Regions from separate parts of the Anas platyrhynchos genome. Here region 2 is linked to region 1. The links are chromatin contacts, called in public Hi-C maps. All regions are on one chromosome and are shown on one strand. Each heading gives the region's core, a stretch centred on a gene start, on an enhancer-like site or on the middle of the called end of the contact. The rest is flanking DNA. Distances are from core to core; before and after follow the strand shown. Region 1 holds the start of FJX1 (four-jointed box kinase 1). Region 2 overlaps LDLRAD3 (low density lipoprotein receptor class A domain containing 3).

Region 1 (7,262 bases), core at 266-2,765:
TTCTCTTCCAAAAAGACACTGGGTTTCCCCTCTCTCTTCTGTTACACTACATCAGGGCAGGTGCCTGGGCTAGATGTGGCAGCAGCACTGAGCAGTGTTCTCCGCTCATATGTTTTGGCAGCCAGGAGGAGAGGAGATTTGCTATCAGTGCATACGGCATGAAAATTGCTGGCGACGGGACCTGACCCCTCAGGATGCCCCATCAGAAAGCAGGGGCATGCACCCGATGCATTATTTATCCTCTCACACGGCGATTACCTTTCATCTCCCTGAATTGCCTCAGCAATTTCACTTGAAAGCATTCCTTGAGCCTCTTTACTTCCTGGCCTGGAAAAAATGTGCTTTGTGCGATGGATACAGACGCCTGTCCCCAGAAGGGACTGCAGGCTGTGGTCAGCCGCTCACCACGGCACGGTTTGGCTGGGCCGGACCTGCTGAGGGTGTCCCCCACGCCACCAGCAGTGAGGCCATAGCCTGATGTTGAATGCTCACGTGGAAAATCCTCCCGGCTGAGCCATCTGCCTCTGTTGGGGCTGGGCTGGCGCAAGGGGTGCTGCTGGCAGAGTGTTTTGGTCCAATTCTGTCACGAGAGCCTGCTCCTGGGCACCCTGGGGCTGAGGGCATCACCCACCACCTCCCATCTTGGCAGCTCACCTTTAGCAGGGCTGAAAACAAATCCCCTGCCTGGCTGAGCATTGGCAGGCACCTGACAAGTCTTGTGAATGCTTACAAGAGCCGGGCTCAAGAACTCAAGCACTTCCTCATTTATTGCCTTGATATTAAAGGCAGAGTCACAGATATTAAGAACAGGGAGAGGCAGCGTACCGGGGAGATAGGATCTGTGCTGTATGCGGAAATTGCTCGGCTTCGTGTCCTACATGGTGCTTCAGATTGCAAGAAAAGACCTCAGGAGCCCCATCTGCCAGGGAGCTTTTCTGAGAAACCAGAAGCGGAGCCTAAGCCATAGAAGAGCTCCCTGCTGCGGGCTGAGACACATTTGTAAAACACTTCCAGAAACTGCCCCGCACCTGAAGGGCCAGGTCCCTAATGCTCACCTCCCTGCTCTGCGATGCCTTCTCCAGCCCTGCCTCCCAAGGAAATAAGCCAACCCTGCCCTTCAGCCGCTGGGACGCCTCACCACGAGGGCTGCTTGTGTGGAGAGGGATGCTCGTGTAGCGTACAGCGGCACCGAGCACACAGCATCTCTCACACCGTGTGCTTGCCAGCAGGGCTTATTCCAGGAGTCCCACCCTTCCCCGGGAGAACCAGGCTGCTTCCCTGGCCGCCCTTCATCCGTGCTGGAGGCTTTTTCAGCCCCAGCTCTTCCCCCTGGACAGCAGCAGGCCGAGGGCTGAGCCCCTCCTGTTGCTCTCGGTGCTCGGCGGCGGCTGCAGCGGGGCCCCGGGCCCTGCGGGGGGCGCTGGCGCCTCACGGGGGCGGTCGGGGGGGGCCCGGCCCGGCCCCAGCTCCGCGTCGCCGCTTTTAGGGGCGGTGCCGGGGGCGGCGCGGGGCCCCCCGCAGCCGGGGCTGGGCGCACAGGGCGCGGGGCTGCCGCCGGGCCGGGGCTGGAGCCAGGACCGGCACCGGGGCTGGAGCCGGGCTCGCGGCTCCGGGCTCCGCTCCCCGCCGCCATGGGGCAGCGCCGGCCCGGCCCGGCGTGAGGCGGCGGCGGGCGGCATGGAGCGGGGCGGCCGCGCGGCGCTGGGGCTGCTGGCGCTGGGCGCGCTGCTGGGGCTCTGCGCGCTGCCCCCCCCGCAGCCCGGCCCGCAGCGGGGCGAGCCCCGGCGCGGCGGGCAGAAAACTTTCCGGGCGCTGCTGGCCGTGGGCCGGGAGCAGCAGGAGCAGGAGCAGGAGCGGGAGGAGCGGCAGGAGGCGGCCGGGCGGGCGGCGCCGGTGCGGCGGGGCATCTTCTGGAGCCGGGAGCTGGAGGCGCGGGTGCCGCGGGGCTTCGCGGCCGAGGAGGCGGCGGCGTGGCCGGCGGCCGCCCGAGCTGCCCGGGTGTCGTCGCTGGAGCGCGGCGGCTGCGGGCGCAGCTCCAACCGGCTGGCCAGGCTGTCGGACGGGAGCCGGGCCTGCGTGCGCTACGGGGTGAGCCCGGAGCAGATCCAGGGCGAGGCGCTGTCCTACCACCTGGCCGGCGTGCTGGGCATGCAGCAGCGCCTGCCGCCCATGGCGCTGGCGCTGGTGGAGCCCCGCGGGCGGCAGTGGGAGCCGGTGCGGGAGGAGCTGCGCGGCTCGCTGTGGGCCGAGGGCGCGGTGGTCAGCCTGACCCGCTGGGTGGACAACCTGACGGCCGTGGTGGCCCCCGCGCCCTGGGGCAGCGAGGCGGGCGGCGGGCGGCGGCCGCGGGCGCTGTCGGCGGCGGAGCTGGGCGGGCTGCCCGCCGCGCAGCTGGTGGAGCTGGTGCAGTGGAGCGACCTGATCCTCTTCGACTACCTGACGGCCAACTTCGACCGGCTGGCCAGCAACCTCTTCAGCCTGCAGTGGGACCCGCGCGTCATGCGGCGCGCCACCAGCAACCTGCTGCGCGGGCCCGACGGCGGGCTGGTCTTCATGGACAACGAGGCCGGGCTGGTGCACGGCTACCGCCTGCTCGCCGTCTGGGACCCCTACCACGAGCCGCTGCTGCGCTCCGTCTGCGTCTTCCGCGAGGGCACGGCCAAGCGGGTGGCCGAGCTGCACCGCCGCCGCAGCGCTGCCGCCGAGCTGCGCCGCCGGTACCGCGCCCGAGAGCCCCTCTGGGCCCACCTGGGCTTCCTCTCGGAGCGCCAGGCCGAGCTGCTGCAGGCCCGCGTCGACTTCGTGCACCGCCACATCGCCCACTGCCGCGCACAGGCCGCCGCGCTCTGACCCCCCAAGCCGGGTGCCCGAAGCCGGGTGCCCTGGGGACCCCCCCGGGGTGGTTGCTGGATGTGGCCGCCGAGAAGGAAGCGTGTAGAAAGCCCCCGTCCCGGTAGCTGTTAGTCTGTGTCGTGGGCGCTCCTGGTTCGACTGCTCGGATCCCCGGTGTGTGTTCGTGATCGTCGCCATCCTTTGATTTGACCCGTAACGTGACCGTGGGGGACGGAAGAGGCTCTCCCAGGCTCCAGACACATCGCTGTGTGCCAAGACTTGGATGTGATAGTGAAAGCGGAGAACGAAACTGTCCCATGCACTTTACTTTGACTTTTTAATTTTTTATAAAAAAAAAAAAAAAAAAAGGGACCTTTTTATTTTACAAAGTCTGCCTTTTATGTACATTATAAATGTTCATAAGCCTTTCTGTAACATACTAAAGAAACTGATGATTCGGTAAAGCGTGCCCGATGTTTCGCCTCCTTTGTCCCAACTGTGTGCCCGAGCCTGGAAAGGGAAGCGCGCACCTCCGCCGGCCCCGCTGAGTGACACGGCCCGCTGCCTCCCAGCTGCTTCCTGCACCGAGCTTCAGCTAAACAGACATGCCTGGTGGTTTTTGTTCGTGGGGTTTGGTTGCTGGTTGTGTTTTTTTTTCCAAGCCTGAAAAGATCTGCTTTTACTAGCACCGGCTGGTTTCAGAAAACTGATGTAGGTGGTGTGGGCTTAGGGGCTGGCAGCCCCTTAGGGTGCCCAGGCTGTGTCCCAGCCTCATACCATGGCTTGCTTCAAGTGTCACCGGACTGACAGCAGGTACCCAAAGCTTCCCCGGAGCTGCCAGGTGTTTTTGGGAGGCATTTGCACTGGTTCTCCGCCCTCTGTTTCCATTTTGTCTATCTTTGCAACTGGGGCTGAGGCCAAAGTGAAGAACAGGAGAGCTCTTCAGTCTTCCTAAAAGAGGTGTGTGGGATTTTTTTTTTTTCTACAAAAGTTTTGTTCAAGGTACAGCAAAGTGGCACAAGCGGGTGGACAAAACAAAGCATCTGCATCTCTTGTTGCGTTTTCCTTATGTGCCGGAATCCACAGAAGAGGCAATTGTTCGGCTCAAAACACAGCCGGGATCGGGACAAAGGACAAGCTAATCCTCTTTGCGCCCCAGATGCCAGTGCCCATCCCTCTGTAACGGAGCAGCAGCGTAACCCCTGGTGCCCAGGCAGCAGAGCACCGCGGGGATGCGAGGCGGTGGCTGCTGCCTTCCCGCAGCGAGCACCAGCCTCCCCGGACCTCAGCGAGAGCAGCGCCTTCATCTGTGCTGGTGGGGGTCCTCGGGCTGTTAATATTCATTTATTTAGATTAAACTTCACACCAAGACAAGTTTCTTTGGCCGTTGCCGTGTTTTCCTTTGGTGTGCGTGTTGTGGGTTGGTTGGTTTGCTTGTTCAAGTAGGACAAGGGTTTTACAAACAGCTTTAACTTACCCGCTAGTTAGCTGTATTAGATGTTGCAACCTGTGCATATGTGTATTTATCTTAAAATGCTACAGCAGCCTCCAGGACTCGCTTCATTCAAGTGCTTAACTGACAGGGCTCTCTATTGAACTCGTTTTTATAGTTTGGTGCATTTATCTCTCCGAACAATGCCCAGAACCCCATGTGACGCTCCCTTGCCATTTACATGATAATGCACAATTTAGCTGTGTAATTCTTAATTCCTCTTTAGCGCTGTTTGTCAGCCTTGCTTTGTAACTCAAAAGCAGCAGCTCTGTTGCATTCACCTAATGAAAATGCGTTTAAGTAATAGACTGCTGGTACAAATTGTAAGCCACGGTGAAGAGCAAACTGCTGTGCTGCAAACTTCCCAGGTTTTGTTTCTGCTCGAGTATTTCTACAAGTATCGGCACGACCCCGCTTTTGATGGCTAATGGGGAATAAATCTCCTTTGCAGCGCCTTTAGAGTCAGACCCTAGATAATTACACCCTTCAAGAAGAAACGCGGGGCTCTATTTGTCGATCGGTAAATTCGAGCTGTACGTGGGGTATGCACTGAAAAGTGGTGTAGTTTGGGGTCGGTGAGGCTGGAGGTACCGTGCCAGAGGAGCCGCGTCCCGTGGGGAAGAGAGGCCAGGGCAAAGCAGGGATCGCGATGCTGTGCCGCGGAGCTCCTGCGTTTTGTTCTGCTGCAGACCGTCTGCTGCTGTGCTGGAGAACGCTTTCAATCACCGTCACGTTAAGGAAACTACCTTTCTGCTGCGTGACTTCTTCGGGGCAAGCAGAGCTTTGTCAGTTCTTGCCCTGGCACATTCTTCGCGTGCCTCCAGCTCGATGCGCTGCCTGAGCCCGGGCTGTCTCTGAGCAGAACAAAGGGCTGGGGGCCCGTCGGGCTTCTCCTGAGCTTAAATCTTACTGGTGCCGCTCTAATGCTGAGCATCTCCTGTGGCTCCCTCTGCACCCAGCAGCGGGGCAGGCGAGGAGGGCTTCTCTTTAGAGAGAGACAACTTGCAGCCCTGGAAGTTGTGAGCTGTAAGAGGTGCTGAGGGCAGGAGCTGGCCACGCGCTGCTGGCAGCCCCGCTGCAGCTCGCTGGAGGATCCATGCTGCTGGGCTTCCTGCAGCATCCAAATTTGCTGCTGCTGGACACCAGGGAGGGGTGTGGGCTGGGGGTGGCCACTGCTCAGGAGCTTGCCCACAAGGCTGGCATTCACAGGGCACGTTCCTTGAGCCTTTTTTGCAGGGGTCCGGAGGAGTTTTGAAGCTGGATGAGCTTCCGTGGTGCTTTTCTCCAGGCGAGGCTCCCCCTGCTCACACATTCACTTGTTCCTGCTGTACTTTGCTACCCAGCTGGGGCCATGCCAGCCCCCTCACGGGTTCTGGGAATAACTGGAAGAAAGTGAAAAGGGAGCTGGTTACGCTTTGACTTACTGGGCAAACAGCATGCTCTTACCATCACCGGCACCGTGGTTGTGGCTTGGTTGCCCTTTGAAGTTCAGTGCATATTTTAATGGTAATAATTCTGAGAATTTTCTCACCGGCATACTAGGTGGTCCAGGACTAGCTTGGGTATGAGATCATGTCGGGGCTTAATCCCATATTGCACGTTATTCCTACTTTGCTACCACAACATAAACCACGAGTGCTCCTCAGAGCCACTCTGCCCAGTGTTGGCCACAACCCAGAAACCTCCCTCGCCCCTTGGGTGCTGGCGTAACTCTCACCGCTGGAAACGGGCGCTGCTGACCTGAGCAGCAGTAACTTCCCAGCATGGTGACTCCTGGCTGCTAAGAGTCTTTCGCCCTGATTCAACTGGCATTTAACAAATATCACCGCACCCCTGGCGATGGTTTAATCTAACTCATTGTGCCTCGCTAATGGATGTCACCCCATGCGTTATGTGCACTCAACAGGCCTTACTGCCCTCAGCATTTGACACAAGGCATTTCATAACTTTGGGTAAATAATGCTGGACATCATTGGAAATGCTCTTCCTTCCCTAGTTCGGAGCTGTGAGCAGTTCATTAAAAAGCTCACTTTCAGTGTCATAAAGCACGCATATAAAATTTCATATCCGAGCACGTACCAGCCCGGGGTTTCCCAAGCTGTTTGGAGGAGGGGATACTGCCAGCCTTTGGGCACCTGTGGCTGTGTGAGGCTGGGGAGTTCACCGCTGTGCTGTACTGGGTCGGGCTGGGCAGGGGGCTGAGGAGCAGGCTGGGCACTGGGGCATGGTGAGGCTGGGAGAGTCCACTTGCTGCTCCTGCTATGCCCCGAAAGCATCATCGTCGTCTGTGGGGACTGTGGGGTTTTCCTCTTGTAGCTGCAATCCAGCTAAAAGGCTTTATTCCTGAAGATACCTCACAGAAAGCAAAACAGTCTCTGAAGTGCCCCCACACACACTCCACCACCCCTCCCTGAGCCCCCCTGCTGCCAAAAGCCCCAACCGCATGGCTGGTGCCCCCAAAATGTCAGTGGGCACCCACCTGGAGCAGTGGAAACCCCCCTGCAGCACGGGATGCGCTAACCAGCGGCAGGGCTTGTGCCAGGGCCCCATCACAGCCATCGCATCCCCAACAAAGCGGTCTTATTTCTGCATATCTGTAAATTTCAGATGGAGGAATCATCATTTTTTAATGCGCCTGTCTTGCTAGCTTCCTTTTTGTGTCCTGCCGGGGGGGGAAAGTGCATTAATAAACTATGGGTTAAAGCTGCTGGTGTGAATTCTTTTTTCTTGTTCCTGATTTCTTGGAGATTAGCTAGGGATCTGCTCACCTATTTATTTGTTTAAGCGATGGCAGCCAGGCAATTTGCTTTAGTTTAGCTGGGTCACCTTCCTAGTCCCCAAAGTTTTCCGTGCCCCTTCATATGTTCAAGCTAAGGAACCGTAACCATTTCCTTTGTTTTGTTAAAAACACACAGGATTTTCTCATCTGGCAAAGAGT
Region 2 (7,284 bases), core at 3,281-5,780, 120 kb after region 1:
CTTGCACAGTCCCCGAGCCCAGCCTGCGTTTTGGCCCTGTGGATGAATCTCTTTGCCTTATTAAAATATTTGTGCCACTAGCTTCCTTCCGTGAGGTTTATGTTTCTGTAAGCTGTGTTCCCAAAACAACCAAATTTGGAGGCACGGTAGATGAAAATTACTGGCTGGAGCTGTTACAATATTAAAGGCAAATCTATTCTCTTTATCTCTTGCATCCTCGTGCTATCCCCTCTCTACTTGGCAGCCTCTCCAATGTGCCAGTTGCCTTACTTGCCTGTGGACAGATGTGTGGCAGGGCATTAGGCTAAGACCAAGAAGCTCAGTTCTGACTTTGACCAACAGCCCCATGTTCGAAACTTAATTGGAAAGCTGGTATGAATTAGTCAATGTGCTACGTAGCTCCTAGCCCTTGGGTAACAACAGCAACAAAAAACACCAAGTAATTCTGCAAGCTAAATGCCCATCTGACAGAAGCACGGGAGTGTGGAGCTGATGTCTTGTAGCCTCATGTATTTTACTGAGGAATTAGAGAGCTTTTTTAGCAAGCCACTTTGACCTGAGGATGTGCAGAAGGCTAAACATACGTACCCAGGAAGAAAACAGCACGAAATCGGTAAAATGCAGAGTGTGACTGGAGAACCGGTGAAATCACGATTTAAGGAATGAAGTGCTACCAAGTACTGCATTTAGGATGCTGATAGGGTGATAAAGCAAGATAACCGGCGTCAAGATTGTTTGCCTGAAGTTTGTTGTACTGCTGATCAACATCTTGCTCTGTGACTGCTTCTGCTGTCTTTTTTGAGTACCCTGTAAAGTTTCTGTTTCTCGTTGTTGTTGTTGCAGAGAGCCAGCTGTTGCCTGGGAATAACTTCACCAATGAATGCAACATTCCTGGAAACTTCATGTGCAGTAACGGGCGCTGCATCCCGGGGGCCTGGCAGTGTGACGGGCTGCCAGACTGCTTCGATGACAGTGATGAGAAGGAATGCCGTAAGTGACCCCTGCTGTGACCTTGGTGTGCCTGACACCACAGGGCTTGGCTAGGTACCATTGCTGGTGTGTTTGGTAGTACATGTTAAGCAAGCAATGAAGCTACTGCCAGTTTCTTAATTTCTTTATCATTTGAGAAGATATATGGCCCTTCCTATTGTTTCTGGTCTTAAGGTTCTTTAAATTCGCCAATTTTAGTTCAGTGCTTGGTAGCGGGTACCTAAAACCCTACTCACAGATGGATACACTGAGACAGACTTGGCCTGTGGCTCTTCCAGTGGAAGACTGATGCCCTGTGTGTTTGCAGGGATTCAACATAAAGGCCTATATAATAAAGACCTTAGTTGTGTACTGCTCTAAATTGACCTCCACAACCACCAAGAGAAGTCCTTTTTGTTTCAGATTTTAGCTGTATCCTGTTACTTGTGTTCCACTCCTGTCAAATTGTAATTCCTCGCCCTTTGAAACTTAATAGTAACTTTCTGCAAAATAAAAGGAATGAATTGGCTCATAATGTTTACATGTTTTAATCCTCCCTACAGTGCTCCCAGTTCTAGAGAGCTTAAAAAGGCTTTGTGATTTCATCTCTTTGTTAGCACTAATTAAGTTTTAGTTAGTATTCTGCATCATTTAGTTAGCATGAAACTTTCTGGGCTATGCGGTATACACAGACAGCAAAATTATGCTGCAGCATAACATCATGATATGAAACCCAGTTGGGAGGGAAAAACCCTCAAATGCCATGTTCTTCTAAAGTGTCTGAGAAGTAAGTTAGTGCTTTTTGTCTAACAAATGTTGTTCCTTTACGTGTGTGCTTTACAGAGGTTTTTATTAATCTTAAGCCTCCTTGAGAACCTTACCTTTCAGCCAACACGCTTCAAGGACGTCGTTAGCTTCACTTGTGGAACAGAATAAAGAAAGAATAGCTTCTTCCAAATTCAGTTTAAATGCTTGCTTCTTTAATTTGATGCCTCACCTTTAATTCCAATTTTCCATCCCTTTCAAAATAAGGAGTCTTTAATAACCATGCTGTGGAAATCCACATACATAGTCCTGCTTTAAACCACTGTGCTTTTTTCTGCTTCTAAGGCATTAAAAGTATCTGTATAAAATATCTGATCCTTTGTAGTCTTTCTAAAGCATCAGACCTGTGTTGCAACATTGAAGACAGGTTAATTTATTGTTGTTGTAAGGATTGATCAGTTGTGCCTATCTTTTTAAACCCTAGCAGAATTGTTATTAGGGGGAGCTTTGACAAGAATAAAAAATGTCCAGAGTTCAACGTGCACCTTTCGGTCAGATGTTCCTGATGACAGCAGCTGCGTGACTCGCAGGCTCCTTATTACCTAGCTGTTGAATATGCTGCTGGCATGGCTTTTGGTGTGCTGCTTAAAACGAGCTGAATGAAGGCACTTCTCTGTATTCATAGGATGCAAACCCAGAGGTTTCTGTCTCTCTCCTAAGAATATTGTCATCCTCTGCCTTGCAGGAATTTCACTTCTCTTTGTTAGACTAGAAAATCATAATAAAAATTTACAGTAATCTTAAGGAAGATTTTCTTAATGAAGACTGGGCTGGACGTTTGCTCATGAATCAGTAATGGGAAAATACTCCTCATGACTCGCTGTTCGGAAGCCTTCTTACCAAAATCAGTTGGGTCTAGTGAATTGCAGGCAATAATGAACATAATAACTGACAATAAAATATAAATAGCTGCAAAATGACAGTTCTTACAAGTTATTCTTGTCATGACAGACTCAAATAAGCCTTACTGATCTAGGTTATGTTGCAACTATGAATTTCTGCGGAATTTTTCTTCTTTGGGTTTTTCATTTAAAGACCATCAGCCCACTCGATTGGCTAACAGTTTTCAGGACGAGCATCCTTTTGATCATGCCCAAGTTAATGGAGGTAATTAGGCTGCTCTTTCTTCTTCACATACATCTATCTGCTCTAACTGATCACCTTCATAAATGTAAAATTAGCATGGAAAAGAGACAACGGAGAGCAAGGGATTCATATCCTGTGCTGGCTTGCTGTTAACAGGTCAGATAAGCCAAAACAGAATGGAAATACTGCTCATTTGAATCTCCAAGCAAGAAATTAATATTCATGCAAACAAGGCTCTGTAATGCATCCAGAGAGCTTCAAGCTGCCTGTTTTGCATCTCCTTCCTCTCTGTTGTACCAGGCAGCTTTTAACAGCCCCTGTTTGTGGGGTGCTACACCGAGTGCCTCCCCAGAGGCATGGGGTGTGTGTGTTTGCTTTCCTGTTTAGGACCATGTCAGTGACCACAAGGTTCACAAGAGAAATGATCTCGTCACCAGGGTCCCCTTCGTTGGCAGGTGTGGCAAAGGGGCAAGAGCTGTCCCTGGGAGGCAGAATTACGTAGTTATGGAGGAGGCTGGAAAGGCTTCGTGGTGCTAGTTGTTGGCTTATGTCTGAGTTCAGGAGGCTGGTTTTCTGTCTCAAGGATGGATGATCCTTCTAACCCGGGAAATAGCCCATTTTGAATCCCACTAAACACCTAGACCTCTAGACTTCCTAATAGCCTAAGAGGGCCAATTCAGTCTCTTGTATAAGTGGGTATAGTGGGTGCCACAAAAAAAGTTTGTGTGGCTTTTATGATGAATTTTGAAAATGGGCCAGCTCTTCTGAGATACTCCTATAGCTGTCACCAACCAGTCTCTTACATGGTGATGAAAATTTGCATCAGCTGCAACAACCCAAAAGTGATGGTAGAGATTTTCTAGGTCAGAGCTAAGCACTGAAAGGCATTTTGTTTGGGAAGGGTGGTGGATGAAACTTGTCTCTTCTCCCCCTCTCCAGCTTTTGCCAACCTGTAAAGAGAGGCTCATGGATGAATTGAGGCTGGAAAGGATTCTGGAGGTCTTTTGGTCCAGCTGCCTTCTCAAAGCAGGACTAGTATGGATGGATCAGAGTCGATCAGAGTCGCTCAGAGCCTTGTCTGCTCAAGGGCTGAGCATCTCCAAGGATGGAGAGTCCACAGCCTCACTGGAATCCTGCTCCAGAGTTTGTATATCCCTACTAAGATTTTTTTCTTTCTATAATATATGATCACTTCACAGTGATTGAAGCTGAAGCAAGCAACTTCTAAAGATAAGCAGTGTGGTTAATGTGCAGGTCCGTAGCATTGAGGAGAGAGAGGGTGTAGGAGCCTAAGAACTGATCCTCTGGGCTGCAGAAACAGCAGTGGGAAATTGAGGAGGTTGGCACTCAAGATGTGTGTGTGTCACGTCTGGCTGTGTCGCTGCACCAGCAGCAGTGGTTAGCAGTGCCAAGTTGCTTAGGAGAGGGCAGCCGTGCCTGAAAGTGCCGTTCTGGGATCGCAAGGCTTGAGGGACGCGTGTGTTTGTGTGTAGGTAGAACAGCTTTATTTCATTTTAATTGTTTTAGGCTAGGCTTTGTTACCTTCCTCCTACCAGGATAGGGCTCTGCTTACTACCGCGTACCTTGCGGCAGAAGCAGAGCCCTTTGTTTTCCGCTGAGATGTTGCTTTGCATCAGCCGAGCTGTTGATAGTGGAGACAAAGCCGTAGGAGTTGCATTAGCAGCACGAGATGGCTGAGTTCCCAGTGTGTTACTACCCTGAGCCGTGCTTTAAGCTGCTTTGTCTGTGATTCCTCATCGACTAACTGCTTCACATTTAAAGGCTTTAACCCTGCTTTAAAGTGTTTGTGTGTGAATAAGAGCTTGCTTGCTGGATTCAGACAGTCCTGCAGGCTGATATCTCTGAAGCGAGCTGTGTTGTGGCGTGCCCACGGAGGCAGTTTCACACGTGTGCCGCCAAGTGCAACGTCCTTCCCTCCCTTTTGGGTTGCCTTATGGTTGAACACGGGTGCCCAGCACCATCTGATGAGTTCCATTACTGTGCCATTTCGTTCCGTTTGTTACCCTTTGGAGATGAAAACTTACAACTCTGCGGTTCTGCTTTTTGTTTTCTGCAGCCCTGGTGTGAAAAATGCTGGTCTGGGTGTGGAGGAGTTCTGCAAAAGCAGGGTTATCAGCGCTTGGTCCACTCGTGGCTGCCCTTCCCTCTGTTCCACTTGTGTTTTTTCTGTCTGCTGCGTAGAGGACCTTCTCTGTGAACCACGTCACTTTGCTTGTGGGTTTTTTCTTCATCTTCTGCCTTCGCCAGAACCCGTACCATCTGTCATGTTCCTGGCTTCCTCTCTGCCCTGACCTGTGCTCAGTTTAACACTTCCTATGCCAGCTGTCTGTACACTGTTTGGCATGCTGAATATCTTTACTCTTCCTTATGCCATGGTGACTTGGCAGCAGAAAAGCTTAATCCAGTTTTATCCAGGCAGGAGGGTTGAGAAAAGGCATAAGAGGGAGGGAAGAAGCCAAGATGGGGACTTGTTGTAAATGAGAAATGCCTCTCCTTGAAGCAGAGCATCTCTTTGGCTGTTCCTCCAAGCCACTAACTGGGCTTGGAAAGCAACTGACCATGTCAGTGTAAATGTTCTGGAGTATTTCTTGTTCTCAGCAGTGCAAATAACTTCCTTCAGAGCATCTCCCAGACTGGAGAACCTTTTTGTAAGTCATTCCCCAGCTCTGCCACTTCTCACCCGTTGGATTGTTGGCTGGCCTGCGACCTCGCGTACTGCTCGTGCAGTTCTCCTCTGAATGCTGGTGGGCTTGTAGTTGCTGCTGCTGGTGCTCTGTAGCTGTGTACGTGATCTGTAATGGTGGCTGAGGCTCCTCTGGACAGGAGCAGAGCCTTTACCAACAGGACTTCCCTGGGGAGCGTGCAGTTGTTGACTGCACAGCTCCTGGATCCTGCTCCGGCTGTATCCCAGGCATGCGTACACCTGGAGCGTGCGCTGGCGTGGGTCTAGAAGATCCAGAATCACACGTGAGAGAATCTGAAGAGGAAGAGCCTAGAAATATTTTTGGACGTTTGGAAGCATTTTGAGGTGAACAGATTATCTGTAATGCTGTCCGATGTTCCTGCGGGACAAGGCCTCCATCCCACTGCTGGGAGGGTTTTCTCTGGGAGACTGGGGAGTACAATACTGTTCTTAGTTCAGCTCCTAATGTACTCTGTCATCTTTGTTTCCTCCTTTCTTTGCTCTTTTGTACTCCTTTGTATTAGACTATTACAGAAATAACAATGCAATCACTGAAAACGGCTTTTGTCAGCTAATGAGCAACAGCTAGTGGAGAGATGGCATGTTGCTGCCTTTGTCAGCTAACGAGCAGCAGATGGTGCAGATTCAGAGCATGGCACATCATCCGTGCTAAGTGCCTGGCATGACAGCAGCCAGAATGAGAGGTACCAAACACCCAGAAGTCTAGATTTTCCTTCATCAGTCTTCCAAAAGCCATTTCTTACAAGCCACGTCGGTGCATTCAGCTGCAAGCAAGTCGTGGTGCACAGTGAATGCAGTGACCAGCTGTCTTAGTCCGAGGGCTGAAGGCTGTGGGTAGGGGGCTAAAAAGGTCTCACACAAGGACAGCCTCGGGGCAGGGGTTTCTTGTATTAGGAACTTACATATCTCATGCCTTTCTGTTTCCAGTTGCCACTGTTACTTGAATCAACCATAAAGGCTTTGTTCTGAGAGATGGCTGAGCACTAGGGCATCACTGGTGCTTGTGAGACTGCTGCCAACAGCCTGACCTGTGCAGGCTGCTGGGAGCTGGCCCATGCAGGAACGCCTGGGACTGCAGGAGGAAAAGGCTCAGTTTGTTGCCAGCAGTTCAGCAGCAGCAGGTCTTACTCTGGTTGTCCTTCAGACAGTTGAGAGTCTTTACATGCAGGTCTTCTCTGTGGGGGAGAGTGTCTTCATTAACTGAAGTGCTTCATGGAAATGGGGAATGTTAACTAGCGTTCCCCAGGCAGGTGTTGAGGCCACCTGCCAAGCAAGCTTCTGCTGAGGGTCTGCCTTGTCTCACCTGATTGCAAAGCACATTCGTCTTCAGACACATTCTTCTTCTTCCTTAAAAAAGAAGTGTTTTCTGGGGGAACTTCTTTGAGCAGTGTGTAGCAGGAGTGTTTTCTTGACCTATTTGTGTTTTTGTGATCGTAGCCATACTTCCATTGCCCTTGCAAGCATTTTTAAATCTTTGGCAGAATAATACTCGAGGTAGCACTGTAGTTACTTGTTCATTGCTGGGGTGCTGGCATATCAATCCTTTATTTCTTCTTCTCTTGTATGTCTCTTAACCGTGTTCTTGCTTTATCCCTGTAGAGTTTGAGTTGTGTGTTTATATATAAACACAGTATATTTTCACACTCCACTCCGTCTATCTTCTCTATATTGGGTATATT

What was found. A called contact is a pair of places that touch in the nucleus more often than the background predicts.
Region 2: a Hi-C map of liver shows a contact between it and region 1, with 3 times the contacts expected there. The contact joins the enhancer-like site here to the promoter of FJX1 in region 1. A contact is called at or near these places in 4 of 8 Hi-C or Micro-C datasets (liver, skeletal muscle and subcutaneous adipose tissue).

Annotation. Positions count from the first base shown.
Region 1 is chr5:49,539,003-49,546,264 of IASCAAS_PekinDuck_T2T, forward strand. It overlaps FJX1 (four-jointed box kinase 1), which reads left to right and starts at 1,516. Exons shown (of 1, transcript XM_027458710.3): 1 at 1,516-4,204. The coding sequence starts at 1,678. The coding sequence ends at 2,850.
Region 2 is chr5:49,659,256-49,666,539 of IASCAAS_PekinDuck_T2T, forward strand. LDLRAD3 (low density lipoprotein receptor class A domain containing 3) reads left to right here. Exons shown (of 13, transcript XM_072039032.1): 9 at 844-990. The coding sequence starts at 903. Among named protein-coding and RNA genes, the nearest start is that of PRR5L, 100 kb to the right of the region's middle. Within about 2 kb of position 4,531, at least 2 of the 8 cell types and tissues checked have an H3K27ac peak or open chromatin away from gene starts, as enhancers often do.